Regions from separate parts of the Mus musculus genome. Here region 2 is linked to region 1. A link is a contact called in public HiChIP or PLAC-seq data. All regions are on one chromosome and are shown on one strand. Each heading gives the region's core, a stretch centred on a gene start, on an enhancer-like site or on the middle of the called end of the contact. The rest is flanking DNA. Distances are from core to core; before and after follow the strand shown. Region 1 has its middle 13 kb from the start of Gm41312. Region 2 has its middle 39 kb from the start of Oxr1.

What was found. HiChIP or PLAC-seq counts read pairs in DNA pulled down with a chosen protein or histone mark.
Region 2: an H3K27ac HiChIP or PLAC-seq map of embryonic stem cells shows a contact between it and region 1, with 11 read pairs. The contact joins two enhancer-like sites. A contact is called at or near these places in 30 of 484 Hi-C or Micro-C datasets (the AML12 cell line, the Patski cell line, bone marrow-derived macrophages and 8 more) and 6 of 115 datasets of contacts at active chromatin or transcription factors (all in embryonic stem cells).

What each region holds. Positions count from the first base shown.
Region 1 is chr15:41,328,862-41,331,561 of GRCm38.p6, reverse strand. No RefSeq gene overlaps it. Among named protein-coding and RNA genes, the nearest start is that of Gm41312, 13 kb to the right of the region's middle. Within about 2 kb of position 1,296, at least 18 of the 459 cell types and tissues checked have an H3K27ac peak or open chromatin away from gene starts, as enhancers often do. A contact at or near this core is called in embryonic stem cells, where this site is marked.
Region 2 is chr15:41,407,604-41,410,303 of GRCm38.p6, reverse strand. No RefSeq gene overlaps it. Among named protein-coding and RNA genes, the nearest start is that of Oxr1, 39 kb to the left of the region's middle. Within about 2 kb of position 1,348, at least 7 of the 459 cell types and tissues checked have an H3K27ac peak or open chromatin away from gene starts, as enhancers often do. A contact at or near this core is called in embryonic stem cells, where this site is marked.

The DNA.
Region 1 (2,700 bases), core at 47-2,546:
GTTTACAGTCCTTCACTATAGAGACTTCAAACCAATCTGCCCATCTGAGATCACTGGACTGAGCTGGGAAGAGACACATAGGGCATATGTAATTCTTTGCAGATTGTGTGCTGACTGCAAGGTGCCATGTCCAGGGCTTGGAATGCTCCGAGGTTTCTTCTAGAATGTTTATATTTAAATCTTCTTAATAAATATACTTGAGACAAAAGGAAGAGCAGATAAAAGATGACAGAAAGGGTGGCAACATCTGACACAGAAGGAGAAAATGCTCAATGAAGAGAAAGGTTTTGAGTCTGGGGAGTGAGGCTCTGTTTCATGGTATCTATGACCTCTGTGAAACCCTATGTACATTTGTGTATCAATGCACTGTAGGGAATGATTGTCTATTAGATTTTTTAATAGGTCTGTGAAACCAACTTAACAGTTAGACTGTCATTTTAGATAGGAGTGATGATTGAATTTGGTAAGCAGTTGTGTGTGCATGTTGTATAACGGTGATATGAGAAAGAGTTGTGAATGACATGAAGATACTTTAAGTTGGACACCTAGAAAATGAACACTCCTGATAATAAAAAAAGAAAAGAGAAATAGATAATAATTTCCTAAGTAAAATTGGCAGTTTTAGAATGAGATAATCTGAGGCACAATAGAACATATAAGATAAAGTAAGAACATGTAGTATTTACTCTAAGTAATGTAACTTCATTCCTAATTCTTTTGTGATTAGATACATTACTGATTATACATACTGGATGTTGGATTTCCGATATGGATAAATATCTGAAGTACATATTTAATGTACCAAAGTAGACCTGGGCTCCAGGTTTTCCCAGCATCCTTTAGTCCTTACCTGGAATACCCTGCCCATAACCCTGAACTCTTCAGCCCAGGGGCTTGGCTTCCACTCCTTCTGAAACTTTTCCCTATATAATATAGAAATTTTGTTCTCTCTCCCTCTCTCTCCCCCCCTCTCCCTCTCCCTCTCTCTCTCCATTCACACTTTATTTCTTTCTTTGCCTCTTTTCCCTGTCTTTGTCTTTCAGCCAGCCTGAAAGTGAATTCACAATAAACCTGCCTTTATGTACATTAATCTGACTTGAGTTGGCTCATATTACTGGTGGAGAATAACATATCACAGGCCAACTCAACGACACTTTGAAGGCAAAAGCAGAGAAGGGAGAAGAGATGGGATACGAGGTAGAGTGTTGGCTTACACAACATTCCACTAGGCTCTTCCCAGGGTCCTAGCAATGGATTGCATCATCATCAGCTGCAATCACCTGCCACTGCCAGGTGTGGGCAGCATATACAAGGACTGTTTCCTACTCCAGTTCTCTTTCTCTGTTCCCAAGTGTTCCTGGCCATTTCTCTCTTGCCCTTTCTGTCCTTCTTTTCTGTCCTTCTCTGCCTCACTTCTCTTTCTCTGCCCTCTGGCTCTGCTCCTGTCTGCCTGCCTCTACCCCTTCTCCAGGTCCTTGCTCTCTTTCCGTCCCCTTTTATCCAGATCAGTTGTGTGTTGTGCTTTCTCAGAGGGATGGGATCTCCCCTGAGAAATTGGCATGGGATCTCCAGGTATCCCTGAGCCCTGTATTGTATTTCAGAACAGAGAAAGAGAAAAGGCCAAAGACAGACTCAAGTCCCACTCTATTGCAAGTTATTTGTTTTATTTTATTAATTTTTTTCATACAATATATTTTGATCCTACTTTCTCTTCTCCCAGTGAAGTAGAAATTTCTGGTTTCTTTATCAATTCAGTTGTGTCACATGATGTTTTTCTGGAAAGTGTCTTGTGAGAAGGCATGTGATATTTTGCTGAAATCAGACACTTGAGAAGGCATGTGATGTTTAGAAAGAATATAAATGGAACCCCATAAACAGTGAGAGGATGCTATTGCATTGCTCTGCGGTACAGTGCTTCATTGGTCTTTGATGGTCTTTGTTGGTCTTTACTGGTCTTCACTTCATAGAAAGCATATGCACAAAAGAACTTCTCGGGGCATTCTGGCTAATTCTGACAGCTTTTGCTGACTCATTCAGACTCAGCAGAACCTTGCTGTTTCTGCTGAATCAGGCTGCTGCCACTATTGATTGGTGTTTGGTGTTTACTACTGAACAGAACTGCTGGTATCTTGACCATGAAGAGTAGCATAGCCCCAAGGAACTACTTCTAAACTGGTCCCCAACAACCTTTACTTATTAACCTTGTTTTTCCCCTACCTCTGGTTGGTGGGTTAGAGGGATGTAGAATTGTTTAAGAACCCCAAATAAAGTAAGTTGTGGAAAAAAATCCAAGACTACACCCAATGTTCCCAGATCCTCTCCTGTCCTTCCTCACCCATTCCCTCAACCCCTGTATCCCTGAAACAAAACAAAAACAAAAGCAATATTGAAACCCCATTAGCCAGCAGGTATCAGAATTTACTGGAAGGTTGATTAGTGTAAAGATTACGGAAGCTAAGAGGTCAAAGGACTTTAAACTTCTAAACTAAACTGGCCAGTAACTTTGTTCCATTCAGAAAATTTACCTTATCTTCCAAGTTCTCATTTACCTCATTTATAAGATGCAAATATGGAACTATTCAAATTGACTTTGGATTGGAGATGAGGTCTATAAATGGCTGGTGAAAGATGTCCTTGTCCAAGCTTGACAAACTCTTTGGTGTTCATTACAGTGGAAGCCAACACAAACATTAATTTCAG
Region 2 (2,700 bases), core at 99-2,598, 79 kb before region 1:
CATACCCTGGACATCTGTAGTTGGCACAAACTTGTTTTGGACTGTAACAGACACAGTGAATCTGCAGAACCCATTCATCTTCATATTAAACAAATGGGAGATTTAAAGGGCAAGTCAGTCAGATGGATTGTCTTGTCTTTCTCACTTTCAAATGGCACTAGTAATTTCTACCATTTCTCCTGGGGCCTGGTATACTTTCCTGCTTATAACTGTGGTGAGCTAAAAGATCACCCGAGATGCCAGTAGATCAGGCCCTCTAGCCAATTGTTATGCTTTCCACTAAAGCTCTTCTCTTTCTCAAAAGGCACGCTATTTGAAGGGAGATCCACAGCAGGGCTTATCTCCAGTTTTCTGTAAGATAGCTAGGTGGATGGATGGATGGATGGGTGGATGGGTGGATGGGTGGATGGGTGGATGGGTGGATGGATGGGTGGATGGATAGATAGAACAGAGAACAGAGACAAGCAGATAGACATAATCAGAAAAACAAAGGATGGAGACTACTTCAAAAGCTCTAAATTCTTACTCATCTGATTTAACACAAGAAATTCCTCTTAATAGTATAAATTCTACTGTAGCCTCCCTCAGCCTTGAAGCAGGCTGATCCAGACTTTGACCTTGCTGCCACTAAGAAGGAGATTACCTAGGGTAGAGCCTTCTGACCTTGATGGCTCTATTTGCTCTTCTCCAAGACTCTGCTTTCTGCTGAAAGGTCCTTGAGACGTTCCGGAGACACACCCTGTAGATCGCCTACTGCCTTGCTCCAGGCACCGAGAATGGGCTGGCGGGGGATGGGCCTCTTATAAGCACGGACTCTCAGTAAACTTCAGAGGCTTTGAACAGAAAGATTTGTCTTGACCTCATTCTTTTCTCACCGTCTGATCTCTTTCAGCCCCAGCCCGCCTTTCAGGGGAACCCAGTTCATGTGGCCCCAGGCAGCTACATTCTACGACCCTTCTAAACTTGTATCAAAATACCCTTGAAGTGATCACGTATTTACTATCCATGACTTATTTATTTTCTCCAAAAATTCTGTATGCCTAACCATTTTCAATAAAGACTTGGTTTGGTTTATGAGACTAGACGTAGACTTTTCATGCTCCCCTTTGCACTGACCAGGCTCAACATAGATCTGAAATTGCTCTCTCTGAGATCACCCTTCAGTATTGGGAGCACTACCAGTTATTAAACGGCTTCTACTTTGCTAGTTATTACAATGAAGTATAGAAACGTATCAGGAGCACAGCTCTAATTCAGGTTCAAGAAACACATTAACCCAGCACACACGAACTGCACCAGAATTTGTGGCTGCACTGAACTGAGTGAGGCTGTTGCTGAGTCAGGAGCCCATGGTGTTAGTCCCAGAACTTAACAGTTCTCTAGAATTCCTGGATCGTTTGGTAGAGGCACACCACATGTCTTCAAACTCCTATTCCTTTTCTTCCGATAGTCTTTCGTTTCTCTTTCCTGGGATGGGTGGGCAGGAACCACGGAATCTTGTGAGTAAAGTATCTGTGTCATCTGCCCCCAGCCCTGAGCTCTGGATATCTCACTGGAGGCTCTAGCACGCCTGTTAATCCTCTCATAAGAACACACAGATGGTTGTATATTTTTTGCTCTCTGCTTTTAGTAGATGCTAGGACTGGAAGATGGGGGCAATTTCCTTTCCTTTACTGATTTTCAGGAAAAAGAAGTAGTCATATTTATTTATAATGTAAAACTTCCTTACTTAACATCAATCTAACCAGAGTATCATGAGCTTGGTTATCTTTGACTCCTACCTGTTTCTTTCATGTACATTTTGTTTTAAGAAAACAACAACAACAACAACAACAACAACAAAAAACCAACTCTTGTCTTTGCTGTTTTTTTCCTCATCTCAGATCTTTACTTAAAATGAATAATTAAAACCACACAACTAAAAACACCAGAAACCATGCAGTCAAAGTAATTTATTTTAATTAAAATTTGATTCACAGGATTCAAACTTGTCCCATAAGGCAAAAACTTGCAGCCAAATTCAGAGGATGTCTGGGGAGCCTGGCAAAAGTCCATCAGCATTTCTAATACCAGTATAAGCTTAAGATCATTAAAACGACTCCAGGGAAATAAGTAGCAATGATGAGAAAAAAAATAGATATTAATGTATATTTCAATGTTTGATCTGGAGGGACTATGGACGCTGTTGGGCTCCGAAGTTTAAAGATACTGACAATTTCAGAAAAGGAACCTAACAATATTTAAATGCAGTGTAAAAGTGCAAGTTTATATGTCCAAAGTAGCAAAATAAAGTTAATATAAGGATGGACAGTCAAGAGTAGAAATAAAATGCATGCATTATTAGAGAAATGAAATTCCTTACTTTGTAATTCAACTTCTAAAGAAGCACACTTGCAAAGGATTTGGGAAGCAAAGGCAGTCTGAGTTCAAGGCCAGATTTGTCTGTATAGTGAGTTCCCTGTAGCCAGAGATACACAGTGAGATTCTGTCTCAAACCAAACAAACACATAAAAAGATTGTAAAACAGAAGAACCATGTTTGCAATAATCACATGGAAACAGCATCATCAACACACTAGAACTATCTTCTTATAGCCTCGTGTCTTTAACTTCACTTCTATTTCTAAATGTTAACACTTTTTTTTTTCCTGGTATGGGGATTGAACCCAAAGCCTTGGACACACTAGGGAAATATTTTGCA